Linked DNA regions of Mus musculus: all the other regions are linked to region 1. Evidence: chromatin contacts called from public promoter capture Hi-C data. All regions are on one chromosome and are shown on one strand. Each heading gives the region's core, a stretch centred on a gene start, on an enhancer-like site or on the middle of the called end of the contact. The rest is flanking DNA. Distances are from core to core; before and after follow the strand shown.

Region 1 (4,649 bases), core at 1,063-3,562:
GACTATGGGTGTGTGTGTGTGTGTGTGTGTGTGCTTGAGAATCCATGGCGGTGGCACAGTGCTGGGGGTGGGGGCTGGATGAGCATGCAGCTCCAGTAACAATGTAAGGTCTGACTCAGGGCAACAGACAGCAGAAAGGTCAACCCTCTGGGTGAGAGATTTCCTACCAGCCACACCGGAGCTTCATATCTCAAGAGAGGACCCTCCTAACTCCATCTCTCCCTGCTTCCCCTCCTACACAGGAGCTTCATATCTCACGAGAGGACCCTCCTAAGTCCATCTCTCCCTGCTTCCCCTCCTACACAGATAGGCAGATGGTTTAGGGGACAGACACCTGCAAATAAAAGTTCCTAGAAGCACAGGTGGGGATCAGGGCCCTGGTTTCCTCCCCACCCAGCTCAGGAAAGTCAAAGCCAGAACTGGTGCAAGGGCCTTCCCTCCCTGAGATGCCCACACGTGTCCTGCAGCCTTCAGGGCCAGCTGTACAATGCTGAGACAGGAGGATGTCATCAGTTTGAGAGTTAGAGAATCTTAACACAGCTTCTCGGTTCTCACCGGGAATTAGCCATTTACTAACCACCCAAAAAATAAAGGAGGAAAATAGATGTTCTCTTAACGGAGACTTTGGGAGACCTTCCTTTCAAATATTTCATCTCTGAAGTGTTGTGTAGGAGATGTTGCACCCTAATTCTGCCTCTGGGGGGAGGCACAGGCAGAAACAATGACAGCTGTACCACTTAAGTGCCTTCGGAGTCATAGCACAAGCTGAGGGTAGATGGCACCCCACACGGCTTGTCAAGTCCCTCCTACTTAGAACATACCCCACAGGGAGGCTGGCCCAGAGACCTGGAATGAAGCGTAAATTTCCTTCAGGCCCTGAGCAATAAGAATAAAAAATATAAATAAGCCACAATGACACTTGCTACAAACTTGAGGGTGAAAAATCATATTATTCCTCAGAGGACTTACATTCTCAGAACTGCTGACAGTCAAAAGGCTGGACAGAGACAGAGTCCTTGCCTTTTGGAATGTAAACTTAAGGAGTGCCAGGAGCCTGACTATATATGGGAACGTGTGATTGAAGGCAGCCACACTAGGAAGTAGGGGGTGGCCCAGCATGTCAGTTCATGAAGACAGGAAAGGTCGGTTCCGGCCTGTCCCGGCCAGTGCACTAGTCAGCACCAGGCTGTCCCAATCCTGCCCGGTGCGGTGCGGTGCAGTACGTGTGTTTGAGATGGTTCAGCCCACAGCTCCTGCGTTCTTGTGTTCATTTATGCAGCTCTGGAACCCTGGTGGGAGGCTCTGGAGGCGGGACACAGTCTCAGACCTGGTGGCTTTTATTTACCAGAGCTGAAGCGCTATGAGGAAGGAGAGCAAATGTACAGTCGCTCTGTCCAGCCTCAGGGGAGCGAGCACTTTGCTAGTAAGCAAACTTGGCTGCTCAGAAGTCACATCAGCTATCCAGCCTGCTTGGTGGCACAACCCCTTACAGAATCCCACCTTTTCTTGCCAGCCCAAGAACAACCCCTTGCAGAGGTTCCTCAAGGTTCCCCTTCCTTGTAAGGTCTGAGTACACTTGCTCCCTTGAGGTGAATGGATCTCTGTCAGCAGATGGTGGCCTGCCTCAGGTGCCTCTACACCTTACTCTGTCCTGCCATTAGTTCCACATGTTGTGGTGACCCCCAACCATAAAATTAGTTTGTTGCTATTTCACAACTGTAATTTTGCTATTGTTATGAATTCTAATGCAAATATCTGTGTTTTCTGATGGTCTCAGGTGACCCGTGTAAAAGGGTCATTTGACCCCCAAAGAGGTCATGACCTACAGACTGAGAACCACTGCTTTAGACATTGGGGATTCACAGCACCTATCATGCCTTAGGCAATGGATGGATGGATGGATGGATGGATGGATGGACACCTAGTCCCTGAGGATTCTGCCTGCCCGTGCTGTCTGCAGCATCCCCTGGTCCGGGACCTAGCACAGCTGGCTAGGTTTGACGGCAACAGGTAAGAAGATGAGTGTCCTGGCTGGCATCCCTGACTATTCCTATGGGACAGGAAGATGGGGAGGGGCAGCCAGTGGTGGGCTGGAGCAGGCCTCTGAAGTCTCCCCAGGCCTTTCCCATCAGGAAGCACATCCTGTTAGTGTCTGGCTCTGTGGCAGGGCTGCTATTTGTTGCAGTTGGCTACGCCCTCCTGCTCACCAAAAACAGCCTCAAAAACAACCATTTCCTCTCTGCTGAGAGACAGGGAAACGGGAGCTCACACACATACGCGCATACACATGCTTCCTTGTGGCAGGCGTTCTGCTTTTCAGGACCTGCCATTTGTGGCAGAGATACCAAGACGGGATACATAGCAGAGAGGTGGCCAAACCCACACTGCGTCCACAACCCTGTTCCTCCATCAGACTGGCTCCCACAGCCCGTTCTGAGGCGCGTAACCTGGCTGATTCCCACGCTGTGCCTGCCTCCCGAGTTGCTGTCCATTTTCCACTGCTGTAGGCAAGAGGCACTGTGGACACAGCCTCCCTGGCCTCTGTTCCAAAGAAGACGACCCACTTACAACTCTGGATTCTCGCTGGTGCAGCCAGTGCCCCAGATTTCTCCCTGGAATGGGTCTTGGGGAGACCAGCTTCAGCACAGGCTTGTCCCTGCTCCAGGCTCAAGAGGCAGGCTAAGACAGGGCTGTGAGTAGCTCTCTTGGACCCGTCCCATGGGCGACATCCTCCTGTGCCGGGCTGGAGCTGCCGCATAGCTTCCCAAGGATGAGTGCTGATGTCCTCTAGCCACCCCTAGCAGCATCTTGGCTTTCTCTGGATGCACAGCGGCTGACTGGGACTTGGAACTCTCCGAGATAGACAGTCCTGGAAGTCAGAGATGACTCTCCAGAAGCTTGTGGCCACCGCTGTGCTGGTGGCCCTGGTCTCCCTCATCCTCAACAACGCAGCAGCCTTCACCCCCAATTGGGTGTACCAGACGCTGGAGGACGGACGCAAGCGGAGTGTGGGGCTGTGGAAGTCTTGCTGGCTGGTGGACAGGGGTAAGGGAGTCACAAGCCCTGGGACTCGAACTGGGCAGGTGGACACCCATGACTGTGAGGTTCTAGGATGGGGCTCGGAATCAGCAGGTTTCCAGGAGTCCCGAGGCACCGTCAAACGTAAGTCTTGTTATTTTTCTGTCACCTTCCAGTGGTTAGGTGAGGGGAGGTTGTGTCCGTCCATGCTGAGGGTGGCAGCAGGGAACCTGCACCTCCTGCCCACCCTGACAAGCAACGCTACAGAGCTCCACTGTTCAGCTTAGACTCTGTCTGTGGCTTCCTTCACAAGAAGTCACTCCCGTGGCTGGAGGCTCCTTCTCTGCCATTACATGTGGCTGAAGGATGAAAGATGGGTATCCTAATCAAAGCAAGTCATTTTTCCTTGGTTAGAAAGAAATATTACTTAATAAGGAAAACAAGAAGTGTGAGAACATGTGGCTGAGTTCTGTCTTAACGGCTGAGGTGGTCAGGGCCTTTCGGACAGTGCAGGAGACTCTGGCTGGGATGTCCGGGAGACCAGAGGAGGCACAGAGCAGCAAAGGGCAGAGTGTTACCTCCCTGACGCCCATGGTGGCCTTTTCCTTTCCCAGCTCTCTTGTTCTGGGGTCTATGCACTACCCTGGGAGTTGGAAACGTCTCTTTAAATAGCATGCACTGTTTGAGAGTACGAGAATAAAGGGCCTCATAAATATGAGGATGCAATCTAAAATCGACACATCTGCTGACATGTGAGTTCTTTCCTGGTAATGACCCCCTAAAGCAGACAAGAGGGTCTGTCTAACAAGTACCCAGTCTCCTACAAACTGCCTTGGAGGCTACAGGTCAGATGGCGGCTGTCGGGAGATGACGCTGGTCTTTAGAAAGCATGCGACGTAGGTGAACATCTGTTCAGTGTAAGGGGACTTCCTGGAAATCCTGAGCAATGTGCCCAGTGCAACCACCTCAGCCCTGGTCATGACTGACACAGGGCTTGCCGACAAGGCAGGGGAACACCACCCGCCTCTTGCGAGCAGAGGCACCCAAGCTTACCACGGGACAGCTCGGCCTCTTTCCTTGGGTCTTGACAGGCAGGGAGCCCTTTATTGAGAAGATCAAAGATGAATGCACTCTGAGGAGCTAGATGCCTTGTGGGAGGCCAAGGGTCTCAATGTGGGTCTCTGTCATGTGTCCATGGAGAGCTCTCCCTGTGCATCCTATGACCATTCTGCCTAAGCAGGAGAGCTAGTAACCTCAAGGCTTCCCTAAGCTTCTCATATGGGCTGTGGTTTGCCCAGTCCTAGAAGCCTCAGGTCTTCTGGGGTGGGGCCAGGTATAGGCAGGAGCTCCTACCTAGTGCCTCTCATTAGGCTCTGAGAATAGCCAATTCCAGACCCAGCCCACTCCAGGCCATAAAGATTCTGAGGAGGCCAACCATGCCTTGTGATATGTGCACACTCCTGCCTCCTTTCCCCGCTTTTTGTGCTCTATCAGGTCATCCCAGGAACATCTTGTGTAGACATCTGTTCTTCCCACTCTGCACCTCCAGAGGTCAGGCCAATAGAACGAATAGGGCCCCTATACCTTCCTCCTTGTCCACATCTAAGTGGCAGCATGGCAGCCTCAGCTGC
Region 2 (4,596 bases), core at 1,410-3,909, 630 kb after region 1:
TGTTTTTTGGTTTTTGGAGACAGTGTTTCCCTGTATAGCCCTGGATGTCCTGGAACTCACTCTGTAGACAAGGCTGGCCTCGAACTCAGAAATCCGCCTGCCTCTACCTCCCAAGTGCTGGGACTAAAGGCGTGCACCACCACTGCCCGGCAAGTGTTGCATATGTGTATGGGTGCTTGTTTGCCACAGGGTGCATGTGAAGTTTAGAGGCCATCTTCCTCTTTGTGGGTTCTGGGGATCAAACTCAGGTTGCTTGGCTTGGTGACAGTTGGCAGCCATCTCATGGGATGATCGCTACCTTAAGAGAATTAACCCAGCAATAGTTTCAAGAAGCTACTTAAAAATAAAAATAAAGGCTGGAGAGATGGCTCAGCGGTTAAGAGCACTGACTGCTCTTCCAGAGGTGCTGAGTTCACTTCCCAGAATGTCTGAGTGTATGTGCCAACAGACGTCAGAAGAGAGCATCAGATACCCTGAAATTGAAGTTACAGGCAATTGTCAACCACTATATGGGAGCTAGGAACCAAACTCTGGTCTTTTGCAAGAGCATTAAGTGCTCTTGACCCATGAGCCACCCTTTCGGCCCATGACTGAGTTTATAAAAAATCCCTTCCAGGGCCTGCTGGAAAGATGGCTAGGCGGGTAAGAGCACTGACTGCTCTTCTGAAGGTCCTGAGTTCAAATTCTAGCAACCACATGGTGACTCACAACCACCTCTAATGAGATCTGATGCCCTCTTCTGGTGTGTCTGAAGTCAGCTACAGTGTACTTACATATAATAAATAAATAAATAAATAAATAAATAAATAAATAAATAAATAAATAAATCAATCAATCTTTGGGCCAGAGCAAGTGGGGCCAGAGTGAGAAGGAAAATAAAGAAATAAAAATAAATAAAAGGGACTTGGAAACAATACAAAAATATAAAAGCAAATTATACAAGAATGTTCAGAGCAACACTTTATATTAGCCAAAATGATAGATACAAGTTGACTGTAAATGAAATATAAATGCATTGTTTATACGATGCATTTCAATATTATTCAATAACTCACTTTCTGTTTCTCTCTCTTCTCCCCCTTCTCTTATGTCTTAGGCTGGCTTTGAACTCCCTATTTAGCTAAGGATCATCCCCCAAATGTTGGGATTAACCTGAGATACTCTGTTCATTTTTTATTTTATTTTATTCATTTTGTGCTTGATAGGTGAGCTGGCTACCAAAATGAGCTACAGTCAGTACAGGTTTTGATGATGAAAATGTTCTAGAACTAAGTCAGGCATATTCCCAGCACCAAGTTACCGGGGCCACCGAGTTACTGGCCACAGGGAGCTACAAAGCCAGACCCTGTCTCAAATCGACCAATGAACCAATCAGTTAACCAATTTTGGTGATAAGCGCTCAACTCAGTCGGTGTACTAAATGTCACAAATGGTCACTTTTATGTATACTTTTCAATACTTTTCATATACCGAATAAAAGTCTTGGGGCTGGCTCGCTGGCTCAGTGGGTAAGAGCACTGACTGTTCTGAAGGTCCTGAGTTCAAATCCCAGCAACCACATGGTGGCTCACAACCACCTGTAATGAGATCTGACGCCCTCTTTTGTTGTGTCTGAAGACAGCTACAGTGTACTTATAATAAATAATCTTTGGGCCAGAGTGAGTACAGACTGAATGAGCGAGGTTGACTAGAGCAAGCAGAGGTCCTAAATTCAATATCCAACAACCACATGAAGGCTCACAACCATCTGTACAGCTACAGTGTACTCCTATACATAAAATAAATCTTTACAAAAAAAGTCTTTGGAAAGGAGCACTCGAACTATCTCCAAATGGAGTTCTTTCTCATGCCCAGGAAATTCTGACATTGCAACCCAGGTCTGAGTCCAGGATTCTATATTGGGTAGCAACCCTAAAGAGTTCAGATTCTCTGGGCGGCTAAGAACACATTGGCTGTGTATCTAGGTTCATTTCCCAACACCTACATGTAACTTCATCTGTAATTCCAGTTCCAGGTCAGACACCCTCTTCTGGGCCCCACGGGCGCTAGGCATGCACGTGGTGCACAGACATGTATGCAGACAAACCATACTACATTAAAAAAACAAAACAAAAAAGTGAGAGAAGGGGTTGGAGAGATGGCTCAGCGGTTAAGAACACTGACTGCTCTTTTGAAGGTCCTGAGTTCAAATTCCAGCAACCACATGGTGGCTCACAACCACCTGTAAAGAGATCTGACGCCCTCTTCTGATGCGTCTGAAGATAGCTACAGTGTACTTAATGAATAAATCTTTAGGCCTGAGCGAGCAGGGACTGAGCAAGTGGAGTTGACCTGAGCAAGTGGGGCAACCAGAGCAACCGGAGCAAGCAGAGGTCCTAAAAATTCAATTCCCAACAACCATATGAAGGCTCACAACCAGCTGTACATGTACTCATATACATAAAGTAAATAAATCTTTTTTTAAAAAAGTGAGAGAAAGGGAGAGTTCTTACTCCACGGATAGTTCACTTTGGACCAAGTCCTGCCAATTTAACACAAGCCACGCCCACTTCCGCCCTGATGTCTGGCGCTGATGGCTCTCAAAGAGCCAAGCTCCACCTCTACTGACGCGCTAGACCGCAACCCATAGCCCCGCCTTTTTGCCTGTCCGTCAAATTCGTTTTTGTCCCGCCCCCTGCCTGTCGGACACGCAGCCCTCGGTGCGGCCCGTTGTTATGACGACATGGTCGTAAATCCGCCATCTTCCTGTGGCGCGTTGCGACATGGAGGGCGCGATGGCAGTGCGGGTGACGGCCGCTCATACGGCAGAAGCCCGGGCCGAAGCCGGGCGTGAAGCGGGCGAGGGCGGGGTTGCGGCGGCGGCGGCCTTGTCCTCCGGCGGCTTCCTTGGGCTCCCAGCGCCCTTCAGCGAGGAAGGTAACGAGCCTACCGAAGCCTGGTGCGGCCGGGGTGCGGGCGGCTCTGTCCGGGCTGCGGTGTACGGTCTCGCCCGGATCCTGGCTACTCGAGTGTCTGTAAACCTTCACAACTCTCACAGGTTTCCCTTCGGACTGCCTCTAACCCGTTGGGCCAGATGCAGAGGCTCACAGGGAGCCCATTTCTCCAGCCCCTTGGGGTCGATCTGGCCAAACAAACATCGCTCGCTCCTCTTCAGCGCCCATCAGCCCTAGCTTCTGCTTCTCCTCTGCCACTCGGGCCTTAGTTCGGGCGGAGCTGGAGACTGGAGGCGGGGCCGCTCTGTCAGACAGGGATTAGGGACCTGACCTGGGGAGGCGGCACCGCCCCACTGAGGACCTGGGCCTTCCCTACGGGGTGGAGCAACGCTTCCAAGAATGTGCGGAACACCCCCCGCTCAATCCGACTTGTACCATTACTTAAACCAAGCTCGAAAGGCGAACTATCATTACTACTATTCACTTCAGAGATGGAGATAATTGAGGTTCAAGGTCGTCCATCTGGTTCCTGTCAAGGATCAGATTGGAGCCGGGGCTGTAACTCCTCTCTTAAACCCTTTAATTTTTCCTAGGAGTATGGCAAAGAGTTAAAATCGTGTCTGTATGCCGAGGGCTGTGTTGGCACCAAGGATTACGTCTCTAGGTGCTGATATTTTTTAGAGGTGGTTTGGGTATCTCCTGTGCATTAGTTCCACGGAGCTGTAGATTTGATCAGACAGGAAGTGGTTTGACAAGTATTACTGGTATATTGCTGCTCTTTGTCATGAAAGAACTCAGTCCCACTGTAATTTTTTTTTCCCTTATTTCAGCTTGGAGAGAGTCAGTTACCGTCTCAGGGAACTCTTTGGAGTTTCTAGGTTTTTTGTTTGTTTGTTTGTTTGTTTGTTTGTTTGAGACAGTGTTTGTATAGTTCTGGCTGTCCTGGAACTCACTCTGTAGACCAGGTTGGCCTCGAACTCAAAAATCTGCTTGCCTCTGCTTCCCAAGTGCTGGGATTAAAGGCATGAGCCACCACTATCCAGCTGAGTTCCTGGTTTTTGTTTTTGTTTTTTAAAGACAGGGTCTCACTATGTAGATTTGGCTGGCCTTGAACTCACAGAGATGGTCCTGACTCAGTCTCCCCATTGCTGGGATAAAGGCATATGCTTGTAGGTTCTTGGGTCTACTTATGACATTGGTTCTCAGACTTCCTAATACTTCCATCCTTTAATACAGTTCCTTATATTCTGGAACTCCCAACCGGAAAGTTGTTTTGTTGCTACTTCATAACCGCAAGTTTGCTACTGTGCTGATTTGTAATGTAGATATTTGGTAGCAACCCCAAGGGGTCGGGACCCACCTGTTGAGAACCTCTGGTTTATGGTCTTAGTGTGAAATGGGATAGGTGTGTCCTTTTCTGGGTCAGGGACTCTTTGAGTATCAACATTTTGGTGCTGAGTCAGACTCTAAATGAGTGGGGTGGGAGGGGTAAGGCTCTTCGGTGTTTAGTTTGTGTGAGCAGAGTGGAGGGCACCACCCTCTTTCAGGTGGCCTATGGGCCAGTCATAGCTTGGGTTTGACCTTTTATTTGATCATTAATTTGTCATTGACTCCTCCTTGTCCCAGGCTGGGTTTGACTTTGATGTGGGACTGACTATAAGAC
Region 3 (4,317 bases), core at 193-2,692, 570 kb before region 1:
AGGCTGGGTTGCTGCTCCTCTCTTATCTGTGTGCCCTGTTGGCTTCTCCTCTGTGGACTGTCTATGGCGCACACTTCTGTGCCAGGATCCCCCCCACTTAGCTTCCAGGGGCACATGGCAACCTTTATTCCTTCTTTCCCCAGTCATGGTTATTTTCATGGGAAGCAAGGCATAGAAAAGTGCTGTTCAGGCGCTCAGTGTGTCTGCAGGTGCTGCTTAAGGTTGCTGGAGGGAGGGCCTCAGGTGGCACCCAGCCACTACATGGTCACTGGACATCCTACTGGGCTGCAGTCTTGCCTGCAAGGCAGAACCTGTTGCCTTGAAAGCTGTAGTCGGCACCTTCTTGAGGGTGACAGTTGGTGACTGAGTCCTCAGTAGTCACTGTTTTCTTTCTGCTGGTAGCCACCTCAGGCAATTCAAATCATCTCTAGCTCCTGAGCAGGGAGGCTGCACCTCAGCACCTCGAGGTGAGGCTCTGACTAACCACTTTGCTGAGATGCCATGTCCATCTGCTGCAGATGTTTGTCTGCTCCTGCTCCCGTGAGGCTGGGACCTTGCACTGCATGAGGCCTCCTCAGCTGCCTGACAGCCATGGTTGCATGCCCGGGGAGCTCTGAATGTCATAGACCCTCCCTGAGCTCATGGCCTTGTTGGTGGGGGCCACTGGTATGAACCTATTTTCAAAACTCCCCGTACTCAGGTGGGAAATCCCAGAGAACCAAGTGTCACAGAGCCCACTTTGTATGTACCTGTTGTGGAAAAGCCAACAAAAGCAACTGAAGGAGGGAAGGGTTTGGCTCACAGTTGGAGGACGTGCAGTCCATCAAGGAGGGGAAAGCATGGAAGTCAAGGTGGCTGGGCACATTCTGCCTGTGGTCAGGAGGCAGAGAGAGATGGATGCTGGTGCCCAGCTCTCTGTTCTCCCTCTTCCCATTTCATCTAGTCTGGGGCTCATGCCTGTGGGATGGTGCGACCCGTGTTCAGGGTGGTGGGACCTTTCCTCCTCAATTAATTCTCTCTGAAACATCCTCACAGACACGCTCAGGCATTTGTCTCCTGGAGTGGATTTGTCACCTAGAGCCAAGGTGACAACGCAGGTTAACTGTCACCAGGTGGAATCCTGTTTCTAATAAAGCACTGAGGAGAGCCTGTGACACTTCACCCAGGTGGACAGATGGTGACTGAGCCCAGAGGTCAGGCCCGCTCAGCCCACGCAGTTCAGAGTCCCCTCCCCACATGGCCTATTTGTTCAGTAAGACTGGAATTCATCATGCAGCACACACTCGGTCCAAGTGCTCCAAAGGGACCTTATCTTACTTGTTTTCCTCCTAGCGTCACCGCTGCCTTTTCCTCTGAGGGAAATGAATCTCGTCACAGCCCATCTGTGTTTACCCCTGGCCGGCAGAGTCCTCAGCGAGCTCTCAGTGCGCTCTGCAGATGACCGGCCTGGAGTGGGTGAGGCTCGGGGACGGCAGAGGAAGATGAACGTGTGTTGGTGGTATTTAGCCCCAGAGAGGCTACAGCAGATGTTCCAGGCAGATGCAACATGACCCCAAAAGGAAGAGGGGGGATTTCTGATGTCCCTGCTGGGCTTGCAGTTACCACGGAGGACACATTCTTGCAGGCAGGCTTCCATAGGAAAGGCAGGAGCTTGAGAGGACCTTCCGGGGGATATGCATGTGGTCATAAGGACCTTCCACAGAGGTCATGCATACAATCACAGGGACCTTCCACAGAGGACATGTAGGCAGTCACAGGGACCTTCCACAGAGGACATGCATGCAGTCCATGCAGTCCAGGGACCTTCTATAGAGGACATGCATGCAGTCACAGGAACCTTCCACAGAGGACATGTCTGTAGTCACAGGGACCTTCCACAGAAGACGTGTGTACTCTCAAGGAATCCGGGTAGCCCCATGAGGCCTTAATAAAGTAGATTCAACCTCAAAATCTGACTCTCCCAAGATCCTTTCCTGCCTTCCTATTGCTGAGTCTCAGGCCCAACCCCACCTCCTTCTTGTTCCTTGGTGAGGACTGATACCATGGTGGGCCTCGGATGTCCTGACCTGGCTCAGCAGCGGAGGCTGAGCATACCGCCCCTTCCGGGGTCATCCCCTCCTGCGGCCATGCAGGGATCCTAGGAGCAGCTGTGTAAACCGAGTGTGGGAGGAAGTGAGTGAACTCAAGCTCTGGCCCACAGGAAGGAACACAGGAACCGGTGGGTCAGAGTGGGAGCAGTGCGGCTCCACACCAGGCTGCACTCAGGTGCCACAGCGCTGCATGGTCAAGAGCATGCAGTCACGCCCAACACCTTCCACACAGGCTCCTGGGATGGTTAAGGCCATGCACTGCTCAGACCAATCCTAGTGGGCAGGAAGTGTCTCAGCGGGATCTGGGGACATGGGACCAGGACTGGGGAGAAGCCATAGCCCTGCATAGCTCCATTCCCTCTAGACTCGATGTGGCCAGTTCCATGTTCTCCACCACGAGAGTCAGGTGGAAACTGCTAACCAGGGATCCCCTACTTGACAGAATAAACACTGGGGATGTCTTGCTGTCCCTGCAAGGACTACAGGAGTTAATAGTGGTTCAAGATGGTTGGTAGGTCCTGGAGGGTGTGGTGTAGGCTTTTTCATTTTCTGGGGTCTACCACATGGGGGTTGCTGGGAGAAGCTTGCTGCACAGCCCCTTGTACACAAGGAAGAGAAGACACCTGAACCCCAGGAGACCCCAGCACTCAAGGTATCTGCTATGCCCAGATGTGGACTTTTGATACCTGTTTCTCGTACCTGTGCAGCTGGCTCTGCAGGAAGTGATTCCCAGTCCTGGTCTCTGCAAACATCCCTGGGTGCTTAGTGTGCAACACATGTGCCTGTCTTGGTCCTCACTCCCTGGGGCTCTGGGTGATATTCTGGAAGGGCCGGTCTAGGCACCAACTTCCTTTCTAGGCCATCAGGTCCAAAAGCATCCCCACTACTCTACCCAACCTTATACATGGGTCAGAACAAGATGGAGACACACTTGAGGCTCTGGCTCTTCCCCCGTGTCCGGTCCATCCAGCTGGATGGCCCTGCTTCCCAGGCAGGGTGGGTCTAGGTGTGGGGGCCAGTAGGGCATATTTTTTTGTCATCTCAAGATTAGCACTGTCTGTGGCCTTCAGAAAACTCGTGGGAAACAGGTACTCCCCGGAGATGCTGGCTCTGAGGAGATATGAGCAGTTAAGCCATAGGGAGATGCAAGGAGCCCCGAACACATGACTGAGAGAAGCTGGCTAGAGAGATGACTAGAGATGGCTGGAGAGTTGTGGTCCCAACTCCAGGATGTTTCGGAAAGACTGAAGGCCAGGGGTCAGTTCGGGGGAAGATGAACCAGTGTTCACTAAGGAGACTCAGGGGAGGAAGGCGTGACAGTGATGGTGCATACACAATCCCCCCTGTCCAAACCAGAGAGCGCTCCTTGGACTCAGTCATGTGCACTGTCACACTGCCACTGTGAACCCCATCAGTGTGAAGTGGCTCACAGTGGGGACCTGGGGCACAAGGACTTTTCTGTGATCTCTGCATCGCTTCTAAAAGTATCCTGATTAGAATACAGAACAAAATGGAGCTAACCTATTGGCGCACTGGGTGCTGGCGGAGAGGGAGGAGCCAGAGATGGCTTCGTAGCCAAAGGTCACTGTGGCACAGGTGCCAGTGAGGCTCAAAATCTGCTCACAGCCAGTTCTGATTTAAAACCAATCCTGCGTAGAGAGAAAGGGTGTGAGGAGGAGAAAGAGGCTCATGGGTCCGAACTTTGCACTGAGGAGAACATGTCGTTCCCTCTCTCCTTTTTAACTAGTAAATTTGAAAATAGCTGAAAAAGAAGTATTTATTCCCAGGCAAAGCTGCTTTGAGAAGGATGCCCATAGTCATGGGCTGGGCCACTGCAAGGCTTCCAAGCTCTGCCCGACTGTGCACACTCAGCGTTGCCCAGGCTCGGAGAATGGACTGCCTGGGCCTCCATGGACCCTGCAGAGAGAGGGGCTTGTCTTTTGAGTGTGGGGCAATGAGCCCAGACAGGGAATCCACACTAGGCTGGAAAACTACACATAGGTCTCTCTCACTGACAATCATGCAAAATCTAAAACAAAACACTGGCAAATTAGCTCCAGCAATATATTAAAATATCTGCAGCATGACCAAGCTGAGTTTATTCTAGAATATGAAACGTGCCCAGCCTGAGCAACAGTAATGTAATTCATCTCATTAAAATATTGAAGGAGGAAAAAAAACCCAGCGACCCTCTCCTGACTGACAGGGAAAATGTCAGCCTTGGTCA
Region 4 (4,485 bases), core at 61-2,560, 600 kb after region 1:
CCTAGGTCCTCTGCATATAAGCTTGGTGTTCTGGAATCCTAACAGGGCTGGGCTGTCCCTGACTCTGCTGCCTGAGATCCTTCTCCTCTTGCTGGGTTGCCTCTTTCAGCTTTAAAGTGATAGTATGTGCCTGGTTTTATTGTAGCTTGTGTGTGTTTGGTTGATGTCCCTGGGAGGCCTGCTCTTTCCTGAGGGGAAGTACTTGGTGGTGGTGGTGGTGGGGTGAATCTGGGAGAGAGGAGAGAGGAGAGGAGAGGCTTGGGGGAGGGGAGGAAGAGGAAACTGCAGTTGGGATGTAATATAGGAGAGAATAATATTTATATTCCAGCTAGGCTTTCCCCAGCTAGGAATATAAATATTATTCTCTCCTATATGCCTCTGCCTCCCAAGTGCTGGGATTAAAGGCTGCGCCGCCACCACCACCCGGCTAATTTGCTGTTCTTGAATCAGATGTTCTACACCTATCTGTTCAATGTTATTTAGTAGACACATAAAGCTGTTGAGTGCTTGTAATGTATCTATCTAGTCTAAATTGAAACTATTCACAAGAACATGATGCACACTATATTTCAGTTTAAAATAAAAAAGCACAAAATATTTATGTTGAATGTGTTAAAAGAATATTTTTATATATTGGGTTAAATAAAAAGTATTATTAAAAATTTTAAAAAATGGAGGCATGAGAGTCTGCAGTTTTAAACGAGTTTCTGGGCTAGCTTATGTGCCCTCAGGATCAGGCTGAAAGGGTCTAGACTATGGCTACCAGATAAAGCAAATAGAAGTAACAGACTGCCCAGTTGCATTCAAACTTCTTGTAAGAAAGTAATTCTTTTAGTACAGTGTTTGAGATATGCCTATACTAAAAGAAAAAGAGAGAGAGAGAAATTAAGAAATTAAGAAATTAAGAAAGAAAGAAAGAAAGAAAGAAAGAAAGAAAGAAAGAAGGAAAGAGAGAAAAGCTAGGAAGGAAGGAAAAAAGAAAAGAAAAAATGATTTTTATCTGAAAATTTTGCATTACCTAGAAATTCTAGCTTGGTTGGTAGGGTAGGTGATTGTGTATGTCTGCGGGGGGTGGAGGGACGACGACAGTGTAATTCCTTCTGGGAGCCAAGTCTGGAAAATAGGCAGCAGTACCATGGCTGTAGTTCCCAGTGAGTTGAAGGGTGGCGTCGCGGCTGATGGCCATTCTGAGCACGATCACTTCTGGAGTTCTTCGTCTCAGAACTCTGGTATCCCTTTCAACTCCCCCACTCCCCGGACCCATGGTCTCGCCCGGAGTTACTATCGATAGCTCTACGCTCGGCCCGGCTTCTATCGACTAGCTCCTCCTCGCCTCGCCGTCCTGGACTAAGGCAGAGTGCAGAGCGTGTGTTAAGGTACGGGGGACACGGGATGAGGGCTGCTACCGACCACTGGGTGGCTAGGAGAGTGCGGTCGGGGTAATCGGGCCGGTAACACAGAGCCAGGGCGGTGTGCAGAGCACTGGGGAGCGCGGGGGTCCTGCCAGATAGCGCCCCCACCCATCCGATCCCAGTGCCGGTCAACTACGCATGCTCAGCAGCAGCAGTGCCGGGCTTTTCCTTAGTCGCCATGCGCATGCGTTGCCTACCCTTGCGAGAGACGGCGCCCGGGCGATGGCCTTCTGCGTGTGACTGCCTCCTGCTGGCTGCTGGCGAGGTGGCGTCTCCAAGCGTGAGGGTGAAGCTGAAGGAACACTCTCCCGGGAGCAAAGTAGCCGGAGTCTTTTTTTTTGAGACTGTCAGCGTGACCCTGAACACTCTTATTTTTCTTAGTTTTAAAGTGAAGTTAATACCGGTACACTGTAGTGTGCAGATTGTTATGCGTACATCTTTTCTCTCCAAACGTTTTGACCTTTGGACCTTACTTATCACCTCTTGGCCCAGTGCAGGTCTCATTTTTTTTCTCCAGCCATCAAACAATGAATACCACCCCAGGCACAGTGGGCAGTGACCCTGTCATCTTAGCAACTGCAGGCTATGACCACACGGTGCGCTTTTGGCAGGCTCACAGTGGAATCTGCACTCGAACAGTGCAGCATCAGGACTCTGTATCCTCCTCTTGGCAGCAGGATGGTGCTGGCCAGAATTAAGTATGAATGATATGTGTTTGGGGAAACTCAGGCCAGGTGGTGGAGGTCTTGATGGCCTTGTAGCCCCAAGGTTTCCCTCTCTGGGTTCTCTTCCTGTTATCCTTAACATGCTCAGCAGGTAAATGCATTGGAGATTACTCCGGACCGAAGCATGATTGCTGCTGCAGGTACCTGAGATTCTCGACCTCTGACCCTTTACTGGCCGTAGTTCTACCTGGCACACCCATGCTTCAATTCCCCCTGTGTCCCTAGGTTACCAACATATCCGCATGTATGATCTCAACTCCAATAACCCCAACCCCATCATCAGTTATGACGGAGTCAGTAAGAACATTGCATCAGTGGGCTTTCACGAGGATGGTCGCTGGATGTATACAGGTGGCGAGGACTGCACAGCTCGCATCTGGGACCTCAGGTGGTGTTGTGTGTTGGGCTGAAGAGGACGGCTGCCCGGGGAGTGGGCAGGCCAGGGGATTGTCTGTGGGCAGGCTATTCTGCAATCAGTTAGTCTTAGTGCAAGAGGGGTTGAGCGGGCGATGGAGGGAAGGTAGAAAGCAGAATAGAATTACATCAGAGAGCTAGCCTTGCCTTGAGGCTAGGGGGCCAGACTTTCCTTCCCTTTTCACTGACCTCAAGCTTGTGGAGAAAGAGCTAAACTTCACAACCATTTCTCCTAAGGTAGAAGCAACTCCTTTGAGCAGAGAATGGGGGCTTTTGGTAGAGGCATGGATCAAATCCATTAGAAGCCATGTGTAACCTTAACTCCCCACAGGTCCCGGAACTTGCAGTGTCAGCGTATCTTCCAGGTGAACGCACCCATTAATTGCGTGTGTCTGCATCCCAACCAGGTGAGGAATGCTCATGGGGCCAGGTGTCAGGGGTGGGGTGGGGACTTTAGAGGACAAGAGTATTGCTACATTTCACCTCCCTCCCCTACATCCTAGGCAGAACTCATTGTGGGTGATCAGAGCGGTGCTATCCACATCTGGGACCTGAAGACAGACCACAATGAGCAGCTGATTCCCGAGCCTGAGTCTTCCATCACGTCTGCTCACATCGACCCAGATGCTAGCTACATGGCAGCCGTCAATAGTGCCGTGAGTGCTGGGAGTGGCTCCGGGGGCATCTTGGCACCTAGCCCCTTATCTTCTGCACTTGAGTTGACTCCCTGGTTCTCTCTCAGGCCTCCCTGAGCTTCCACCCAGCTCCCAAAGTCAGGCACCTGGGTACCACTCCTCATGTCCACCTTGCGGTCTGCCATAGCCCCACCCATCAGGGCCAGTTATTTCTCCTTTCGTGTTCCAGTCCATGGCTTTGCTCATCCTTGACACTAATAAGTTTCTCTGTGGCCTTCCTGGGATGCCTGTTCTGCCCCCCTTCAACCATGCAAGTATCCTTTAGTCTTCCTGGCAAGCTGCACTGTTCTGAGACCTTAAGAAGCAACTCCTCATGGACTGTGGATGCTTTAGTTTGGGCCCTGCTCTCATCTCTAGTCTCCTATTTTCCTTTTAAATCCCAGAACATCATTTGTCCCACGTATCTGCACTCCCTCCTCCCATCCTTGGGTTGTCACATTATCTATCTCTGTGTCCTCGTTACTGCCTCCCCTCCTGCACATCTCTGTTGGCCAGCAGCAGCCTCTGGGGAGCTGTGTTTGACTTGGCTAGTGTGACCTCCTGCTTTTGGCTGGCTGGGCTCGATTCCTTGTTGGGGCTAAATTTCCTATAGACATGACCCAGGATGTCATTGGCCTTCAGGCCTTGGCCCAGGTGTCCCCAATCCATATCTGAGGGTCTGGGTTTTGAATGACTGCCCTCCTATCTTATAGGGAAACTGCTATGTCTGGAACCTGACAGGGGGCATTGGTGACGATGTGACTCAGCTCATCCCTAAGACCAAGATCCCAGCCCATACACGCTATGCCCTGCAATGCCGCTTCAGCCCTGATTCCACGTGCGTGTACGGTCCTGGGGGAAAGGGGAATCTACAAGCTGTGGGCATGACCTGGTGTGTGGTAAGTAGATATGAGGTAGTAGTAGCTACTGAGACACCCCATGTTCAACCCCAGGCTTCTTGCCACCTGTTCAGCTGACCAGACATGTAAAATCTGGAGGACATCCAACTTCTCCCTGATGACAGAGCTTAGCATCAAGAGTAGTAACCCTGGAGAGTCATCCCGTGGCTGGATGTGGGGCTGTGCCTTCTCAGGGGATTCCCAGTACATTGTCACAGGTGAGCCCTGCCCTCCTTATCCCCATATTGCCAAGTCCACTAGAGAGGCCATTCACAGCTGCTTAGCTCTCTTCTGCCTGATCTCTCCTTACAGCTTCTTCTGACAACCTAGCCCGGCTCTGGTGTGTAGAGACTGGAGAAAT
Region 5 (4,262 bases), core at 422-2,921, 530 kb after region 1:
CACACCTTTAATCCCAGCACTCGGGAGGCAAAGGCAGGCGGATTTCTGAGTTCCAGGACAGCCTGGATTACAGAGTGAGCTCCAGGACAGCCAGGGCTATACAGAGAAACCCTGTCTTGGGGGAAAAAAACAAAAACAAAACAAAACAAAACAAAAAAAAAACCGGTTGGAATCAGTTAATCCTGAGACAAATTACTGCAGTCTGCAATCTCCTCTTAACATTTTTGATCCAACCCTGGTTGCCAACACTGCAAAGGTCCAAACCTAAGCTATGATGTCTAGGCTGTGATACCTTGAAAATACATCGCATCTCCAAGCTTCTTTCCTCACCTGTAAAACAGAGGTCTGGCTCTACGCCAGAGAACTGGACTAAGAATTAAGTGTGATAATCTATAAAAAGAGACTAGTTAAGCCTGGTTCAAGATGTTGATCTCTCAGTGAGATTTGCCTGTTACTTTCAGAAGGCAAAACTGCCGAAATGGCAAATGTTTTAACCCCTCCTGGCAATTTCCCCTCCCTAAGTACCACTAGAGGCCCACATCCATCACACCCTCTACTCCCTAACACTTCTCCAGCAGTCACTATGTGTGGCCAACCTCAGGCCAGGCCGCTGGACCAACCTTTTGTCCCTTAAACATAGTCAATTCTTACACATCCATAAAATTCTTGTCGAGACTCTTCCCCTAGAGGCCAGCTCTGAGCCCCAACAGAAATCTCCAACCCCAGGATACACCTCAATTAGTCTCTAATTAACGTTTATTCCGCAACCTCCTACCACGCCCCACGCACTGTTGTAGCTCCTGTTTGAGGAGCCCCGCAACGTAAAACGTCAGTCTTCGTAGGAACTGGGATTTTTGGCTACTCTTCTGGGTCACGCCGGCTGAGGTCCAAGGTTTTCCTTATTTAGTCGGGCCGACATCCCTGCTGGAGCCTCGCCCTAGGAGCGGCCAGGCCCCGCTGCGTCTTGCGGCCCGAGCTCAGGACCGCGCCCACGCTCTGCGGCCGACAGCCCGGCAAAGCTCCAGAAGGGCTCTATCTACCTCAGCCCTGCTCCCGCCGGACCCAGTCATGATGCTCTAGCCAGGCCGCCCGCCGCCATGGCAACCGCCTGCCCGCCTGCACTGCCTCGGCGCAGCTACTCACAGCGCGGTGGCGTCAGCCGGGATGCGCAGACTCGGCCCTAGCGTCTGCAGCCAGCGGCCGGAGCAATTGACGCGGCAGGCGGCGTCGGGCGCAGGGCCGCAAAAGCAGGGGAGCGGGCAAGGCCCGCAGCCGCGCCCAGGGTCTCCGGCCAGCGCTCCGAGCCACAGGCCCAGGCCTAGGGCCAGCGCCAGGAGAGCAGGCGCGCCGAGCGGCATCGTCAGCGCAGCCCGCGCATGGCCCCGGTTCCCCGAGGCCCCTTGCGCCGGCAGCCGCAGTTCAGGAGGGGCCCGCGGACCTCATGGTGCGGCACGGGGCTGAATGCCGCGGCGGCCGTGGCCCGTCTGCGGTGCGACAGCTGCTCAGCGCTCTGGGGCAGGCCGCACCTCAGGGCCTTGGCCGCCTGCTCGCGCATTCGCGCTGCACTGCAGACCCAGCGCCAGCTCCTCCTCCTCCCCCACCTCCGGCGTGGGGCGGGGCGCCCTCAGACTCCGCCCCTGCGCTTCCAAGTTGGCTGTAGGTGGGACTGGATGAAGAGAAGGCCTTCACAGGCTCCGCCCTCTTCATTGCAGATCCTGCAGTAGGCGGGGCCTGAAGGAAGGGCGCCCTCAGAGGCTCCGCCCAGTGAGCGTGAGCCTTGGTGGGCGGGGTCTCACGGGAGGGGAGTCCTCCGGAGGCCCCGCCTTCTGCACCGCTGGGTCTGCTGCAGACCAGGCTTGAAGGTGGAGGAAGCTCCGCCCCCTCTGCTGCGGCGTTTCGAGCCCCGAGTCAGGCTGCGGTTTGAGCAGCTGCCCGCTTAGGCTGTCCCCTACCCACAACGGCTGGAGAGCTTATGGCTATTCACCCTGCTTTCCCGAGTTCCCCCTTGAAGTCCTCTGGCTGTTGAGGCCTTCTTGGAGTCAGTAGGTTTCTTCGCTCCTAGCCTTCTGCAATCAACAGTCACAATATTAAAAACACTAGTAGGTGCAGAAGAGAGGGCTCAGCACTGGGTGGTGGTGGCAAAGACTTTAATCCCAATACTCGGGTGGCAGAGGCAGGTGGATCTCTGAGTTCAGAGCCCAGCTTGGTCTACAGAGTGAGTTCCAGGACAGCTAGGGATATACCGAGAAACCCTGTGGAGGTGGGGGGTCGGTTAGCGGATAAAGGAAGCCTAATCAGCTGAGTCCTCTCCCGAAATCCACGTACACAAATCCAACTTATACAAAGTTGTCCTCTGGCCGCAACACCCTGGCCATAGCATGCGCTCTACACTGATAATAAATTAAAAAAACAAAACAAAACAAAAAACCCTGCGACCTACAGTTTCTGGGTGCCAGCTGTGCGAGCTTCCACTTCGCAAGTCTTCTCTGACCCTGGAGAGTACCGCCGACCTGAGTCAATAAATACTTGCTGCGTCATATCATGGACCTCTGCCAGAGCATGCTGCAGAGGCTCAGAAGTGATGCATGAGATTGAGCTCACCTGGAGTGGGTGCAGTTTAGCGCCGTGCCCTCCACCACTCCGCGCAGACCACCCTGCGGAGGTGCTGGGGAGACGCTGTACCACCCGCCCACCCGCCAAGCAGCTCCATCTCAGGCTTCAGTCTCCAGGTACTGTAGATCCTTGTGCGCAGGAGCTAAAGACAAAATTAAATTGAGAGAAAAGACTCCAACCATAGCACCGGGGAGTAATCCTTGAAAAAAATGTTTAGACGTCCAAATACCAAGAACTACACAGGAAATATTCAAAAAGGGAAAGAAAAATTAAATTAAAAAGGGAGAGAAAAGTCCACAAAGACAGGAAGTTGATGAGTGCCTTGAGACTGGAGGAAAGGGGTGGGACGTTCTTTGGGGCCAATAAGCATGTTTGTTCCGTAATTAGACGAGTGAATGAACAGCCTTATTAAATATATTGAAACGCACAGAAGCCGGGTGAGGTGGCACACGCCTTTAATCCCAGTACTCAGGAGGCAGGGGCAGGCAGATTTCTGAGTCCAAGGCCAGCCTGGTCTACAGAGTGAGTTCCAGGAAAGCCAGGGCTACACAGAGAAACCCTGTCTCGAAAAACAAACAAACAAACAAAACCAACTCACAGAGCATGCATGGTAGCATGCGCTTCTCAGGCCAGTACTCTAGAGTGAGAGGTTCCTAAAAGCTCCTGACCAGACTACTTAATTAATTTCTCACAGGACTTCCAAGGACACCCTTTTAACCTCTCTCAGCTCCTTCATGGATGAGAATAACAAATACCCATACAAAAAACATAACTTTTTTTTTAATTTTCTGAGGCAGGGTTTGACTGTATAGTGGTCCTGGATGTCCTACAACTCATTCTGTAGACCAGGCTGGCCTTAAACTCACAGAGATCATCTACCTACCTCTGCCTCCTGAGAGCTGGGATTAATGAGTAGTGACACCAGGCTTGGCTTAAATATTCTTAAAAACAATACTAGATATCACGCTTGGGGAATCGTATCTCAATTTTATGTTAGTATGTGTGTGCATGTGTGTGTTCATGCATGCAGGTTCGGACAACATCTCACTAGATAGCCCTAGCTGGCCTGGAGCTCAGATATGAACCTGCTTTTGCCTCCAGATTAAAGGCATGCTCTCCCCCACATCTAACTCATTTGGGGTTTTTTGTTTTGTTGTATTTTTCTCACACTGTAGCCCAGGCTCGGCCTCAGACTTAAGACAATTCCTGCCTCAGCCTCCTGAATGTTGGGGTTACAGGTTTAAACCATCATATCTGATTAACAGTTATGCTTTACAGATAAGGCAAGTTTTGTGTTTTTTTTTTTTAATTTTTAGACAATATTTCACCATGTAGCCCTGGCTGATCCCTATGTGAACCAGGCTGACCTTGAACTCACAGAAACCTACCTCCCTCTGCCTTTAGAGTGCTGGAACTAACGGTGTACACCACTTCACACAGCAATAGTTTTGTTTTTGTTTTGTTTGTTTTTTGAGACAGGGTTTCTCTGTATAGCCCTGGCTGTCCTGGAACTCACTTTGTAGACCAGGCTGGCCTCAAACTCAGAAATCCGCCTGCCTCTGCCTCCTGAGTGCTGGGATTAAAGGCGTGTGCCACCACTGCCCGGCTGTTGTTTTTCAAGACAGGGTTTCTTTGTGTAGCCAGGCTGG

Evidence for each region. Promoter capture Hi-C pulls out the DNA fragments that hold promoters and counts their contacts.
Region 2: a promoter capture Hi-C map of liver shows a contact between it and region 1, with 2.2 times the contacts expected there. The contact joins the promoter of E4f1 here to the promoter of Tmem204 in region 1. A contact is called at or near these places in 2 of 39 promoter capture datasets (liver and stem cell-derived epiblast-like cells).
Region 3: a promoter capture Hi-C map of liver shows a contact between it and region 1, with 2.4 times the contacts expected there. The contact joins the enhancer-like site here to the promoter of Tmem204 in region 1. A contact is called at or near these places in 5 of 39 promoter capture datasets (HPC-7-derived erythroid cells, embryonic stem cells, liver and 2 more).
Region 4: a contact with region 1 is called in a promoter capture Hi-C map of fetal liver, with 5 times the contacts expected there. The contact joins the promoter of Mlst8 here to the promoter of Tmem204 in region 1. A contact is called at or near these places in 7 of 39 promoter capture datasets (embryonic stem cells, fetal liver, hippocampal neurons and 3 more) and 1 of 115 datasets of contacts at active chromatin or transcription factors (pancreatic cancer cells).
Region 5: a contact with region 1 is called in a promoter capture Hi-C map of liver, with 2.2 times the contacts expected there. The contact joins the promoter of Pkd1 here to the promoter of Tmem204 in region 1. A contact is called at or near these places in 2 of 39 promoter capture datasets (liver and stem cell-derived epiblast-like cells).

The regions. Positions count from the first base shown.
Region 1 is chr17:25,078,777-25,083,425 of GRCm38.p6, reverse strand. Tmem204 (transmembrane protein 204) reads left to right here and starts at 2,312. Exons shown (of 3, transcript NM_001001183.1): 1 at 2,312-3,162. The coding sequence starts at 2,883. The region is part of intron 18 of Ift140 (intraflagellar transport 140); the gene reads right to left.
Region 2 is chr17:24,453,455-24,458,050 of GRCm38.p6, reverse strand. It overlaps E4f1 (E4F transcription factor 1), which reads left to right and starts at 2,659. Exons shown (of 14, transcript NM_001301784.1): 1 at 2,659-2,916. The coding sequence starts at 2,763.
Region 3 is chr17:25,645,921-25,650,237 of GRCm38.p6, reverse strand. The region is part of intron 6 of Lmf1 (lipase maturation factor 1); the gene reads right to left. Among named protein-coding and RNA genes, the nearest start is that of Gm22645, 46 kb to the left of the region's middle. Within about 2 kb of position 1,442, at least 9 of the 459 cell types and tissues checked have an H3K27ac peak or open chromatin away from gene starts, as enhancers often do. A contact at or near this core is called in liver, where this site is marked.
Region 4 is chr17:24,475,903-24,480,387 of GRCm38.p6, reverse strand. It overlaps Mlst8 (MTOR associated protein, LST8 homolog (S. cerevisiae)), which reads left to right and starts at 1,310. Exons shown (of 9, transcript NM_001252464.1): 1 at 1,310-1,376; 2 at 1,930-2,068; 3 at 2,226-2,277; 4 at 2,363-2,525; 5 at 2,883-2,958; 6 at 3,055-3,207; 7 at 3,939-4,063; 8 at 4,179-4,342; 9 at 4,437-4,485. The coding sequence starts at 1,940.
Region 5 is chr17:24,547,359-24,551,620 of GRCm38.p6, reverse strand. It overlaps Pkd1 (polycystin 1, transient receptor poteintial channel interacting), which reads right to left and starts at 1,671. Exons shown (of 46, transcript NM_013630.2): 1 at 1,144-1,671. The coding sequence starts at 1,358. It overlaps LOC115488769 (a long non-coding RNA gene), which reads right to left and starts at 1,137. Exons shown (of 2, transcript XR_003952238.1): 1 at 1-1,137.